2 separate regions of the Mus musculus genome follow, and region 1 is linked to region 2. The links are chromatin contacts, called in public HiChIP or PLAC-seq maps. All regions are on one chromosome and are shown on one strand. The core of a region is the stretch at or near the end of the contact, and the rest is flanking DNA. Distances in the headings are between cores, read along the strand shown.

What was found. HiChIP or PLAC-seq counts read pairs in DNA pulled down with a chosen protein or histone mark.
Region 1: a contact with region 2 is called in an H3K27ac HiChIP or PLAC-seq map of embryonic stem cells, with 2.3 times the contacts expected there. The contact joins two enhancer-like sites. A contact is called at or near these places in 1 of 484 Hi-C or Micro-C datasets (bone marrow-derived macrophages) and 9 of 115 datasets of contacts at active chromatin or transcription factors (astrocytes, craniofacial prominence, differentiating embryonic stem cells and 5 more).

Annotation. Positions count from the first base shown.
Region 1 is chr12:80,061,513-80,064,636 of GRCm38.p6, reverse strand. All of the region lies in intron 3 of Gm36660 (a long non-coding RNA gene), which reads left to right. Among named protein-coding and RNA genes, the nearest start is that of Gm36660, 23 kb to the left of the region's middle. RefSeq lists an enhancer at 1-3,124. Within about 2 kb of position 1,841, at least 191 of the 459 cell types and tissues checked have an H3K27ac peak or open chromatin away from gene starts, as enhancers often do. A contact at or near this core is called in differentiating embryonic stem cells, embryonic stem cells and microglia, where this site is marked.
Region 2 is chr12:79,805,705-79,809,047 of GRCm38.p6, reverse strand. The region is part of intron 10 of Rad51b (RAD51 paralog B); the gene reads right to left. Among named protein-coding and RNA genes, the nearest start is that of Gm36048, 8.4 kb to the right of the region's middle. Within about 2 kb of position 1,512, at least 38 of the 459 cell types and tissues checked have an H3K27ac peak or open chromatin away from gene starts, as enhancers often do. A contact at or near this core is called in differentiating embryonic stem cells, embryonic stem cells and microglia, where this site is marked.

The DNA.
Region 1 (3,124 bases), core at 592-3,091, 260 kb before region 2:
AATCCAGAGAGCAGCCTTCCTGCGCTGTGGCCCCATCAGTGCTAGCTATTATTATTCTGGTGGGTCGGTTAGCTTTCTTCCATGCTATTCAACTTGAAAAGGATCTGGCACTAGTCAAAGCCTTTGCTCTGAACATGGCACATTTAGGCTCCACCCTAGCCCTGGCCAGTCTCTCAACAGTCAGCTCTTTCTTTAGAGCTAAAAGAAATTATGGAGATGATCCAATGCGGAGTCAACACTTGTGTGTGTTTGTGTGGGGATAGGTTTTTTGTTTTGTTTTGTTTTTTTGTTTTTTGTTTATTTTAGTTATGATATGCAGCAGCATGCCCACCTCTGAGATGATCTATCTCAGAGCTGTGAGTAAAATCTACTCCCCATAGACTTTTTCAGTGTCTGTTCTGGCCACTGAAGCTCTTAACGGGAGTGTGGATGGAGGGTCAGGAGCCAGGGCTCCATCTGCTTGATCGCACGCATGGAGAGAGTATGAAATGTTGGGACTAGGGGCTACAGCCCAGTTCAAGTGTTCTGAGTGTCGGGTTGATTTCACCTTCCTCTCAATGCTTTTGTTGAGAAATTCCTCTGGTTTAGATGTGAACCCTAAAAGGCTCATGTACACTTCTGTGCTTTGTGTTGCTTCATTTTTTTTGCACAATAGTTTCCTGGGGGAAAAATGCAGCCTTGCCACAACAGAGAAAGGCTAGACTGCTGCAGGACAGGGTGGGGGTGGGGCTGTGGGTCAACAGGATCGGGTACTAGAGGGTGAACCGGAGATGTGGCTGCTGAGAGCAGGAGGAACCCAACAGGCCTGGGCTTCCCTGCTGTGTGCACCAATCTGTATTCTCCTAGGGCCAGGGTGAACCTCTGAGTTCTGTGTTAGACCCCAGCTGTCTTCATATCTGGATCAGAACTCTCCTTCCCGGAGAGGGGAGGAGGTGTTTCCCAGCACGGAGACAATCTTTGCACTATTGTCTCAGTGTGAGAGTAAGTTCTTTTCTCAAATGTTCTTGATCAATGGCCATGGTTGGCTGGCTTGGCTGCATACGTGGAAGCATTGATGGTTGCTTAGAAATGTATTCTACTCCTATAGGGGTCAGAATAATGTTTCAGTACCTTAAGGATCTGTACATAGAATTCGCCCCATCTTAAGATACATAGCAGAACTTTTGGTTTGTGAGAAAACCTTTGTATTGATTGCTACTGATGTGCAATGAAGTAAAATTCCTAAACAAAAAACTGGTTTTTAGAGGTTAAGCATTGACATGGGGTTGCTAGATATTTCTCACTTACCAATCTAGTATTTTGAAACAGGATGCCTTGGTCTCCCCAGTTTCTATTTTTATTCCAGAGTTGTTGTTTTTTTTGTGTGTGTGCAGATCTTGGAAGAAACAGCAGGGGGAGAAAAGCAGGTGTTGGCTTAGGGCCTTGAGCTGGGAAGATGGAGACCTTTGCAGCTTTCCACCCCCCACACCCACCCAACGTCTTCCGAGTTTGAGAAAAATGGCTCTCAGCAGCTTGAGCAGCCCTGGTTTTCTGTAGCCCCTTGCTCCTAGCTCCTGCTTGCTGGTTTCAGTGAAGATGTGCAGAGGTGGGAGTGTTCTCCCTGTAGGCCACACTGCTGCTCTTTCCCAATTAGTTCCCCCAGGGAACAAAGCCTTATTTCTTTCCTCTCTTAGTTCCCAGGCACTGTCTGGGGGTTGGGGTAAAACAGCCCCTTGGCAGCTCAGGGGTTAAAGAGAAAACACAGCAAGAGGGGGAAACAAGCCAGACAGCTGCAGCGGCTCCTCAGAGCCCACTCTAGGCTAAACAGAGGCCCCAGCAACTCCTTGGAGACTTGAACCCTGGGCGATGGAATTTTCCCTTGCGTGGAGGCTATTGTCCTCTGGAAAGGGCCAGGGCCAGAGAAGGGCCTGGGGAGCATGGATTCCCCCCGAAGTGGCAGCCAAGGAACTCCTGAGAGCCCAAGGGCTCTGTCTCACCCAGCTGGGCTTGGGTGAAAAAGCAACTGGGGTGCAATCCACCCCTCCTCCTTTGAAAAAAAGGGGGGCATTGTGAGGGGGTGTGTGTGCTCCAAAGGTCTGGGCACCAGTTGTTGCCCTACCCCTCAGCCCCAACCAGCCAGTCACTGGAACAGAATGAAAGGCTTGGTTCCCTTGGCAACCAAAGGGTCTATGGTTTTTCACAGAGTACAAGATGGGCTTGGGGGAAAGACAGGGAGGTGGAATTAGGGGTGGGGAATGGAGGAGGGGGCAGACAGGGAGGGGCAGCCTGTTTACTATAGATGTTTGAGTTTAACTCTCAAGGGACGCTTTTGTAGGTTCTGGCCTGGGAAATATAGGATACCCGGAGTGTGGTGAATGCTCTCAATGGCGGCTTAGTTCTGAGGCACCAAAAAGGTCCGTAACAGGAATGTGTGTGTGTGTGTGTGTGTGTGTGTGTGTGTGTGTGTGTGTGTGTGCACGTGCACAGGCCTCTTGTGGACCTCAGGAGCAGCATAGAGGAATCTCACCTTCAGAGGTAACTAAGCAGGCCCCTGTTGCAGTCGGAGCCCCTGAAGGTGCTGAGGGAAACTCAAGCGCATCAAGAGCTATTTGTGAGGCTGAGATTAGAACAGCAGGCGCCTGTCTCCTGGCCTGATCTCACTCGACCAGACAAAGCTATTTTTAATATCAGGCAGAAGAGTTGTTGAAATGTGGACAAAGAGCAGAACCTGGCTAACTTTGTCTCAAGCACCAGGCTTTGTGAGAGGGGCTTAAAAGCTGTCCACATGGTGGACACAAGCATGGAGGCTCAGTGAAAAGAAAAGATAAGGCCAGGAGACTTGGTCCCAGGACTTTGGGATGTGAGGTCCCAGCACGTCCATAGAAGTGAGAGGGAGGTACTGGGACTCTTGGTGTGATCCTCTCTGGGACCCTAACCTGTGGGGCTTTGACCTGGCACTGACAGACAAACCTTCTATAATGTCTCTGAAAGTGTAGTGTGACATCTTCCAAAGGAGACTGAGGGTGCATAATAAAGAGCATGCATGAGTGGTGTAAGTCAGCACACTATTTAGGAGTTTTAAAAATATGTACACATGCGTGCGCACGCGCGCACACACACACACACACACACACACACACACACA
Region 2 (3,343 bases), core at 263-2,762:
CTTGCTGCTTTCCCAACCACTCCCTGGATTCCTGAGGAAAGGAGACTGCAAGGCAAAGCAGCCGACAGCGGGCCTGCTCATCCACCCTCTTCAATCACTGGGCCAGCTTCCTCCTTGGAAGGTCCTTCACCCAGTCAGACTCTAGAAGGGTCAGCTGGCCTCTCCCAGCCTGCACCAATCCCTCTACCCCTAGCATCAGCCACACACTTGGCTTCCCATCTCTGCTCCCATCCCAGTGCTGTTTTTTTCTTTACTTATTATACATAAGTACATTATAGCTGTCTTCAGACACACCAGGAGAGGGCGTCAGGTCTCATTTCAGGTGGTTGTGAGCCATCATGTGGCTGCTGGGAATTGAACTCAGGACCTTCGGAAAAGCAGTCAGTGCTCTTACCCGCTGAGCCATCTCCCCAGCCCTAGCGGTGCATTTGCATCTCACTGAGACCAGGGGCACGAGCAGAGAGATGTAGGTCAAACTGGAGCTCCCCGTGAAGTCTCTCTTCCCCGATCGTAGCCTGGTGCTCAGACGCCCACCCCTATTAAAACCTATCCCCCAAATCAATGGCTTTCCTGCTTCCCTCCTGAGCCCTCCACCTTCAACCCAGTCCATCAGTCCTGGCAGTCCATCAGTCCATCAGTCCTCTCTGCTTCGTTCAGCCCTGTTACCACTTGCTAGTACTGAGGCTTCCAGGGAGGGTAAAGGAAAAGTAGATTCCCAGTTCCTCTCCATTCCCAACATCCTCCTTCCAGTGGTACAAAGGACCGAACTCTCCCTCGGACTCCACCTGGGCCCCTGCTAACGGCCAGGGCCCTTGGAAGCTGGTGGCCACTGGGTGCTTGGCTCCCTCTCCTTTGGGGTCTAAGTATTTCCTAGGCCCTAGAGGGCCTAGCGTGAGGAGGCAGAACCCCAGACAAATGCAGGGCAGACAAAGAAGATGCAAACAGGATGGTATTACCATGTTAACGGCTTCGGTCCAGCAGCCTCCTGAAGATGCCTGGGAGGGTGCTTTTCTTTCTTTTACTTTTTCTTTTCTTTCTTTCTTTCTTTTTTTTTTTTTTTTTTTTTTTTTTTTTTTTGCCAAAGGAGAATAGTTCCGCTTTCTATTTTACTACAACAATAGCATGGACTGGCTCCTTCAAGGGTTTCAAAAAGCAGCTTGAGAAATCTCTAACCACCCCCTTGGTCTTTCCAGCCTGCCCTTTCATTGTCTCTCCCATGCCAGTGAACAAAGAGGAGGGACGGTGTCAGGCCCCCAGTCGCAGCCGCCTGCATCTCGCCGTCCTAATCCTTGAGAACTCGTGAGGGGAATGGCCTGTGGAGCTGGTCAATCACATCTCGCCTTCACCTTTCATTCTCTCCCTCTGCTGTGCACAGAGAGCTTCAGGTATTAGCAATCTTTGGGGTTTGCAGAGGGATAAAAGGCACCGAGGGACCATTCCCACGGTCACTCACAGCCCCACCCCCAGAGCAGCCAGCGTGAGCTAACAGTGCTTTCCCACCACTCCAGCCTCACTCTCTCCTCCAGACTGACAGGAAGCTACAATGGCACCTGCCATTCTCTTAGTGGTAGCCTATAGGACCTGCCCCAGCCTCTTAGGTAACCTCCCCACTGCCCTCCTCTGTGTCCTGCAGGCAGGAACTGCAGGCTTCCACCAGGAAAGCTTTGTGGCTTCAGCTGCAGGCACCTCTCCAGGTTTATTATACAGGGAGCAGGGATTCTCTGCTTTAAACCTGGGGACTACGCAGGGCTTCCGGCATGCTCAGCTGCTAAAATCGGGGTGAGAGTAAGCTTGTGTGTTTCAGCCTGTGGTGATCTCAAGGTAACGCCTGTGCTGAGAGGAGAGACAGAAGTATGTGGTCTCCCAGGAGAAGTGGGTACATGGAAGTCTGGAGGCCTTTAGGGATGGCTCAGGCTGCCTACTGCAGTCTAAGCCACAGGTCACTTGTGGTCTACATACATAACTCACCATGTACATACAGACACACTTATGGATTGGTCCTTTCACATGTGATATAACCTGATAATTTCCTGTTCTCCTTCCTCTCCTCCCCCCCCAGTCCCCCCCCTTTTTTAAGATTTATTTTATTTATCATATGTAAGTACACTGTAGCTATCTTCAGACACCAGAAGAGGGAATCGGGTTTCATAACGGATGGTTGCAAGCTGCCATGTGGTTGCTGGGACTTGAACTCAGGACCTCCGGAAGGGCAGTCAGTGCTCTTAACCGCTGAGCCAGCTCTCCAGCCCCCTCAATGCTGGTTCTTACGAACCAGTTTCATTGCTGACTGATAACAGGTTACTGTATGGTTCTTAAAAGCTGGGGCCCCAGAGACTTTTCTCCAAATCACACAGCAGAGTTGGAACGGAAAACCAAGCACTCTTTCTGATAAAAATGAGGCTCAGGTTTTCTGGGGAGAACAACTCTAGTCCCTAACCTCCACCCCCACCCCCATCTCCCCAGAAGAGTCAGGAGCACATGGTGGCAAGAGGGCAGGGCATGAGAGGTTCAGAGGCATTGCTGACAGGAGACAGAGTTCCCTCACAGGGAAGTGCTTCTGGGGGAACTGGGACCAGCAGCCAGTGAGGTGTGGAGCCCCGCCCCTGGGAATGTTTTCTATTGGTTGGAAACTCTTCATCCTGACATTTTCTTGAATTCTCTTCTTTCTTGGACATATTGATCCAGGTCCATCCCCTTCAGTAACATATTTTCTTTGCTGGTTTCTAGTTTCTTCTGTAGCTATATTTATTATTACTATTAATTATTATTACTGTGTATTTGCATGCATATGCTCATGTACATACATGACATAGCATGCATGTGGAAGTCAGAGGACAACTTTTGAGGCTTGTTCTCTTCTTCTACCTTCTGTTTTTTTTCTTTTTCCTTTTTAGATTCTATTTTATGTGTAAGAATATATCGCCTGCATATATGTATGCACACCACATGTGTGCCTGGTGTCCACAGAGGCCAGAAGAGGCATCAAATCCCCTGGAATTGGAGTCACAGATGGTTGCGAGCTGCCAGTGAATGTTGGACACCACACTGGGTTCTCTATATGAGCAGCAGTCACTTCTAACTGAATAGCCTCTCTACCTCCTTTCTGAGAAGCAGGGTCTCTCTTGTTATTTCTGCCATGCATATATACTTCAGGATAGCCCAGCTTCAGGGTTGCCCTCCTGTGTTTGCCTCTCATCTCTTCATAGGATTGCTGTGATTACAGATGTGTGCCACTGCATCTGGTTGGGTTTTGTTTTGTTTTGTTTTCTTTTCTTTTCTCTTTAATGTAGACACTGGGAATTAAATTCCCGCAGTTTGTTGGGCTTGTGAGGCCCTTTTGGCT